2 separate regions of the Gossypium hirsutum genome follow, and region 1 is linked to region 2. The links are chromatin contacts, called in public Hi-C maps. All regions are on one chromosome and are shown on one strand. Each heading gives the region's core, a stretch centred on a gene start, on an enhancer-like site or on the middle of the called end of the contact. The rest is flanking DNA. Distances are from core to core; before and after follow the strand shown.

The links. Hi-C and Micro-C count contacts between places; a contact is called where the count stands out from the background.
Region 1: a Hi-C map of leaf shows a contact between it and region 2, with 2.7 times the contacts expected there. The contact joins the enhancer-like site here to the promoter of LOC107951850 in region 2. A contact is called at or near these places in 5 of 34 Hi-C or Micro-C datasets (leaf and petal).

Annotation. Positions count from the first base shown.
Region 1 is chrA02:82,472,301-82,476,191 of Gossypium_hirsutum_v2.1, forward strand. No RefSeq gene overlaps it. Among protein-coding and RNA genes, the nearest start is that of LOC107951932, 68 kb to the right of the region's middle. Within about 2 kb of position 1,946, at least 9 of the 9 cell types and tissues checked have an H3K27ac peak or open chromatin away from gene starts, as enhancers often do. A contact at or near this core is called in leaf, where this site is marked.
Region 2 is chrA02:81,931,725-81,935,742 of Gossypium_hirsutum_v2.1, forward strand. LOC107951850 (protein ROOT HAIR DEFECTIVE 3) reads left to right here and starts at 2,077. Exons shown (of 23, transcript XM_016887013.2): 1 at 2,077-2,207; 2 at 2,824-2,973; 3 at 3,426-3,449; 4 at 3,535-3,637. The coding sequence starts at 2,924.

The DNA.
Region 1 (3,891 bases), core at 696-3,195, 540 kb after region 2:
TATACCTGAGTGGGCTAAGGTCCACATTGATTCTGTAAAGGGCTAAGGCCCGATCTATATATAAATACAAGATTGATTTCGGATATGCACTGTGTGTATATTTTCTGTGGGGTTTACACACTGAGTTTGTGGAAACTCACTCCTTCCTGTTTAATTTGTTCAAGTAATCCCCAGCATTAGGTGGATCGGTGCAGCGGAGGTCTCGGCAGTCACCACCACGATTTCGTACTATATTAATGCAGTTTTTCTTAATTATTTGTTTCCTCTTTTAATTTGGGTTTTACTTTGTAATTTCTGGGACTTTGGACTATCTGGTTTTAACTCGGTTTTATACTGTTGATGTTTTATTTTTGACAAGCATGATCAAAACTCTACTTTCACTAAAAACAAATAGTTTTTCTTATAAACTAAGGCTTTCAAAAATTAATTACAGGTTTCCCTAAAATTGTATGTTTTCAAAGCTTCCGCGAAAAAGAGATACGTTTTAATCATAACAAAGATTAAGTAACTGAAGCGATTTTTACTCGTCAAGTACAATATCAAAAGCACTATCATGAAACAACACCAGATTTGGCCATAACGTCTAGGCTGGGTTTGAGGTGTTACAATCATACTTTGAAACTTAAATGACAATGTACCAAGGTCAAATCAACATACTTTATATGAATTTCATATCCATCATTTGCCCATATAGATATCATAATTCCATCTTTCTTATCTTTTATTGTTCTTGATGAAACATCGTAAAACAACTAAATACACAGGTGCAAATCAGATCTAATTCTCGTTCGAGCTAATTATATACATCAGTGTTAGATTACCCATCCGGACTAAACCTTTATCGACACAATAAATAGCCTTGGTAGCCTTGGTAGGGCTGTATATAAATGTAAGGTTACCCGTCTAGGTAAACTAGTAAAACGACATCAAGTTACTCATATGAGCTAAACTTGTATCTGATGTATCTTCGAGTTCACCACAAATGCTGGAGCTCGGGATCATAAAAAATCAACCTCTAACTATGTACTAATTCATAAACAATCCAAACTTTCAATAGAACATATATATGCATTTAGACACAACTTAACAACAACTTAAACTTGTTTATATTGTATGAACTTACCTGGAAAAACAGCAATAGTTTAGCCATCAGGGATTATTTAGTAATTTTCTATTTTCCTCGTATATCCACTAGTTATTGTAAATCTCGATCTAAATCATATGACATTTCAATTTAATCTATCGAATAATACTTCATGTTTTACATTTTATTCAATTTAGTCCATAAAACAAAAAATGTTATAACTTTCTAATTTGAGATCTGATTTCGAAATTGATCTCAAATCCATCCTCCTATAGCCCATTAAAACCTATATTTATAAAAATTTCATGAAAATTCAAAATTATTACACTTTAGTCCCTAAGTTCAAAACTAGTAACTTTTATTTTACAAATCAAGTCTTTTTCTTCATATCTAAACTTCAAATCTAACCAAATAACCAAAAAAAAAAACTTCAATAATACATTAATTGTAAATTTTATAAAATTTATTTTTTTTTCAAAATAGTCTCTAGGCTAGCTAAACCAAGCTCTCAGAATCTCAAAAACATAAAAATTATAAGAAACGAGCTTGAAATCACTTACCAATTGAAAGAACAAAACTTGAAAAATGTTAGAACCCTAATTTCATTTTCCTTATCGTGATAAAGATGAAGATGATTAAAAATGGTCTCATCTTTTCCTTTTTAATTCCTTATATACTTTGATTAAGATTATTAAACCTTAAAAAAAATATTGCGAGACATTTGGTTCTTGTTTTCCGGTGTGTGGAGTCCATCTTTATTCTTTTGTTTAGGATAATTGGATGGTTGTTTTGTAGTGTTAGTGGTGGGTGGGTCCTACAAACGGTGTGATCTCATTTTAGGTACAGTGGCGGGCCGCTCGAGGAAGTATGATTGTTGTGTACGTGAATGACTATGAATCGACTAAGTTGCATCTAGGTCCTGGTTGATAGAGTTTCTTGATAAGTTTTGTTGTTCTCTAAGTAATTTTTTTATGTTCTTTTAAAAATTATGTGGTTCTTGTATGGTTCTTTACGTTAACCTTGCGTGGTTCTTTGTCATCTTCTACATGGATGCCATTAATAAATCTTTTGACTTTTTTACAATAAATATTAAATAATTGTACTTTTTCCTAGTGTAATTCTATCTTCTTTGGCTTTATGTTTATATTAGGATTCTTAGCTTTTCTTGTGGCTTTCAGCGTTGTTAGGTCTTGGCCCTGTTTCTGTGCCTTTGTGCCTCTGTTGACTTTTGTCAGGCTATGGAATGAAACATTGTGTTCTCTCTTGTTTCTATGAATGAAAGAGATTGTTGGAGTATTCATCATGTTTCTTGAATCTCGAGTGGTGGTTTTTCAATTTCCTGAGTCAGGTTGTGCTTTTTCATCCTTTCTTGGGGTCTCCTTTGGGTGCCAGTATAGAATAGGATTTTAACAGACTATTAAAAAAATTAAATTCCTTGAAGGAAGAAAGAATAAAGATCTTTTACACAAATTCGGGCTCCAACATTTCCCAGGGTTTCGAGGCTTATGCTATAGGAAAAATATTGTCCATTGAAAAGGTTAATCATGAAGCTATGTATCGAGTATTCAAGTCAATCTGGTACACAAAAGAGGAGGTTAACTTTGTGGTGACAAAAGAAGGAGTTATTTTGGTTAAGTTTTGGAATGTGGAAGATGATACCGTCGGTAACGTTACTGGAAGAACAAGAAATGAAGAAGAAAGAACTAAGAGAGGAAGAGATGAAAGCAGTTGAGATAAGAGAACCAAGAAGGGAGAATAATTCAATTTTTCATAATACCCCTCATGTCTGTGATACGGGGTTAAAAGAGTGCAGCACAAACACACAGATAGTGTCAATACAAACAGGACAAAACTCACCATTTAAAGAAAACAAAACAGACAAACGCAGCGTTTGACGCATGATAATTAGAAATTAAAAATAGTGTGAAATAAACAGAGTTGAAACCATGGCCTTCCATTTTGGTCTGTATCAGTTACTCCCTTCTCGAACAGGATCCGTGTCCTTAAGGATGAAAATTAGGATATCGCTTCTGTAATGCTTGTAGATCCTCTCATGTTGAGTCTTCAAGGTAGGTGTTGAACCATTCAACCAGCACCTTTATTGTCGCACGATTGCCCTTCTTAACCATTCTTCTTTCCAATATTCTTGATGGTTCTTTGTCGAGGGTACCATCAGTCCCTACTACAGGCAGCATAGGCGAATGTGGTGTCTTATCGATGTAACTTTTGAGCTGGGAGACCTGGAACGTAGGGTGAATTCTTAATCCCGGTGGCAAAGTTAGTTTGTAAGCAACTGAACCCACTTTGGCTTCCACAAGGAAGGGTCCAAAGTATTTAGGTGACAATTTGTGATTCTTTAGCTTCCGGAGTGAGTGTTGTCGGTATGGCTGCAACCTAAGGTATACCCAATCTCTAATTTCAAAACTCCTATCTGACCTCTTCTTGTTGGCAAGCTGTATCATTCTCTCTTGAGCTCTCTTCAAATGAAAGTGAAGAAGCCTCCTCATAGCTTCTCTGTTTTGCAAGCTTCGATCTACTGTAGCTACATTAGAAGAACTAGCTGGATACGGTAAGTTTTAGAGTGGGACTTGGCCATAAAAGGCCTCATATGGAGTGGTTTGAATCGCTGAATGGTGTGTGGTGTTGTACCACCATTCAGCTAAGGGTAACCATTGCACCTACTCCTTAGGACATTCACCAGCCATGCATCTTAGATAGCCTTCTAGGCATCGGTTCAGAACCACAGTCTATCCATTCGTTTGGGGATGATATGCTGTCGATAAACACAGTTTAGACCCCAACGTTCT
Region 2 (4,018 bases), core at 827-3,326:
TTATTGGGCATGTTTGAATGTTATCAAGGCTGAATTTGGTTGGTATATACCATATAAATGTTGCCATTAATGCAAGGAAGAAAAAAAATTCTTAAGATTTAAGGTGGCAGGATTGAGGTTGTGACGTCAGGCCTTATGAAGTCGCGACGAGCTCAAGTCAGTGAGTGAGGTCGCAACATGGAATCCATGAAGTCGCAACGAGCACTGAAAGTTTGGACTTTGCAATTTGGTCCCTAAATGACCTTTGATAACCTTGGGAACTTTCGTAAGCTCGTTTTAAGCTCAGATAAGTGTCTAAATCATATTTAATTGTATTTTAAGCTTAACAACTTGAAAAAAAAATTAAATTGATTTGGAGTGATCGTAGTTGCTTCAGCATCGAATATGACATCTCGATACTTTGACCTAGTGATTGAGTCGGGTAATGGATGTTGCAAGTATAATAAAAAAATATAAAAAATAATGATAAAATGTAAATAAAAAATTTTTGTAATTCAAGATTTTCATTATCAAAAAATATACTTCTAATAAATACTTACTTATGAAACAAATTTTATAATTTAATTTCAACACATTTAATTTTTTAATTCATCAAACAATACATAAATTAAATGCGTATTTAGAAGAGGTGCTAAAATTACATAATTCAGATGTGACATTTCTTTAAAATAAATGTTTGTAAAAATAATAATAAAATGTTTGCACAATTAATTTTTCATCTCAAATTTATTTACTAGGGTACATTTGTTTTGTGAAATATTAGATTATGTTGTGTGATAATATTATGGAAATGTAAGATTATGGGTGGAATACGGGATTATATTATTTAGTTAATTTGGTTGGAATATAAAATTTGGATGTTTAGTTGAAGGAATGAAAGATTATATAGAAACACATTTTACTCAATTGATCTTGTTATAAAATTTATTTATTATAACAAGTTTAATTCCTTTAATATCTCAATTTTTATATAATTATTATAAATTATTACAATTCTTATTTTTTATTATAATTTGTGTACAAATAAGTAAATATGTAATTTTAAAATAAATTTTATGAATCAGAAAAGTTATCGCAACAACAACTATAAATATATTAATAACCATAATTAATAATATGTTTTTTTTTTCCTTACAAAATCAATCTCATTTTCACTTTATTTCTACTATTATTAAATAAGACCAACTCAATTAAACAACAAAATTTATTAAAAAAAATATTTATGTCTTTCAATAATTTTATTAATTCTTTAAAAAACTCACAATTGATGAGTGATTAAATTAAAAGATTTAATATTCTTTGGGTACCGAGTTTAAATTTTTTTTAATTGTCTTATATAAGGTTTAACCATACCCATTTTTTCATTTTAAATTTGGTTTCTGGTGGGTTCCATCTGGACCCATGCCGCTATGAAACATTGGGTTATTAGAGTGCGTGCGCAGTGACTGTTAAAGCAGCCGATCACACACTGCCCACTTTTTGCAAAAAAAGGGATGGGCGGCTGATGGGCACTGCTAGAATCGGTGATCGTGCAGCTGACCCCCCAACCAAACACAATTCCCTACCAAAACTTTTCCCTTTTGTCTTGGACAACTAATCAGATGCTTCCATCTTTGCACCTTGTTTGGAGGTGTATGGAGACTTATTTGAGGATGCATGCATTGAGTTCAATTTGTATTGATTTTTTTTTAATCTATTAAGAAATTAAGAAATTTTAAAATTTAATAAAAAAGGAAAAAAATTATTATCGAAGTGGGTCTAATTTTTTCTCTTTTACTTTTCAAATTTTACTACCTATCCCATTGCTAATTGAATTATGTTAAATTTAAATACATTATTACAATTGAGATTTAATTTTTCAAACCATACTTTTGAACATTAAAATTCTGCTACTCAAATTAATAGAAATGAAATAATAACATTAGAATCTAATTTTCAAATTATAAGTAGTTATCAAATTCTTGAAATTAAAAAAGAAAGGACTAAATTTGAGAAATCTAACAGGTTTAGGGACTAAAGATAAAATTAAACTTATTTACTTTGCGGTCTTTGATTACCCAGTCCAGCCCACTTTTAAAGAAAAGAAAAAAGCAGTAAACTCAAGACAAGTTTCAAAGCCTCTCTCTATTTTACTCCTCTTTCTCTGTCTTTCATTGACATCGATCTCCTCAGTTTCTGAGCTATCAATTTCAAACAAGATTCAATGGGTACGTTCTCGCATCGCATCGCATCGTCTCATCTTATTCTTTTCTTTTCCCATTTCTGTTTTGCCTTATTATTTTCTCTCTGTTTATAGCTGTTTTAAGTGATCCGTTTCTTCCTTTGTTTAGTTAAAATTTTTCTGTTTCTTGTTTAATTTCTATGATGTAACTGAACCAGAGCGTTTTAGCATCAGCGCCGCCTTAATAATTTTGTTCTTTTACTATTAGTTAATGAGCGATGCGATCTCTTTTATGTTAAAATTTATATTTAAACTTGGTTTTTAGGTTTTTTAAGAGTTTCTGTAAAGTATTGTAGTCTGAAGTTAATTTTTCTGTTTGGATCGGGTCTATAGATAGATTTTATGTATACTGCATGTTTGGTTGCTGAGGAAACTGAAGAAAACTAAAAAAGAAAAAGAGAAAATCCGATTTTGCTTATCAGCTCCGTAGATATTAAAGTTGCCAAATTTATCTGTCTGAATTACTGAATATACTAACTGTTTTTAGTTGAGATATTCTTAAATTTTCCTTGATCAATTGATATGGATATTTTAATCTTAACGTTGCTGATGGAACCTTCATTCTCTTTACTGAAACATAATACGGACATTTCGCTTCACAGCCACGACTGAGGAATGTCATTCAATTCAACTTATTGATGGAGATGGATTGTTCAATGATGTTGGAACTGACCGCCTTATCAAGGAAATTAAGCTTGCTGAATGTGGGTTGTCATATGCTGTGGTTGCTATCATGGGACCTCAGAGCAGCGGTATGCTTTGTTATCTTAATGACATCTTGCTTTATACTTGTCCTTTTCTTGGTCCTTAGGTGCCTATTCCTAGGTCATACTGAGCTGCTTATTTGTTCTCATTTTCTTTAATGATACTTAATTAGAAATACTTGGGTTGCATGTGAGAGTATGATAAACTTGGAGTTTGGTCACTGCAGCTTTGCACAAAGGCATATTTTTCATATTTCACTTTGATACGAACTTCTTCCATATGGTATTATTGGAAACTTCTGTATTTAGTTTTGTATATATCTTTCTTGCATAATTTTTTTTTTTAAATTCTAACACATGCCATGGAAGATTTTAGTTTTGGTGTTTTATCATGGTAGCTGTGTAAGTTCTGATTGTTCCATTTAAAGTTTTATTTTGTTTTCCATGATCTCAACAGGTAAAAGCACACTGTTAAATCATTTGTTTTGCACCAATTTCAGGGAAATGGATGCATTTAAGGGAAGGTAACTTACGTTTTTCTAATAAGTAGTAACACATTGGATTTGTTTCCATTGGCAGAAAGAACTAATGGAATGTGCTTTTTCTCAGGTCTCAAACCACTAAAGGTATTTGGATGGCAAAATGTGCTGGTATAGAGCCTTGCACTCTAGTAATGGATTTGGAGGGTACTGATGGAAGAGAACGAGGGGAGGTGCTGTTGCTAGCTTGCATTCTATCATTTCCATATGTTGTCCAAAAATTGAAACTACATTATTTTATATATCATCAACTACTTTTGCTTGCTTTGTTTTTTGCCTTCACTTTACCTTGTTAATATAAGATCCTTTTTGCTTGTTTTTGCAAAGCATAGGATTCACGATATCCCTCCTTCCATGCCTCCAAAGGAAAAGGAAAATAAGAATATTTATGGATACACATTTTGATTTATTAATCAAGTAGTTATTTCTCTAAGTGCCTGCTTAGGCTTCCCTTCATTACTTTTCAGTATGCTTATCAACACCTTTTACTTGTGTAAGACTCGCCCATGAATCGAGAAATTAATACTTATTAATGGTGATTAAAGTGGTATGGA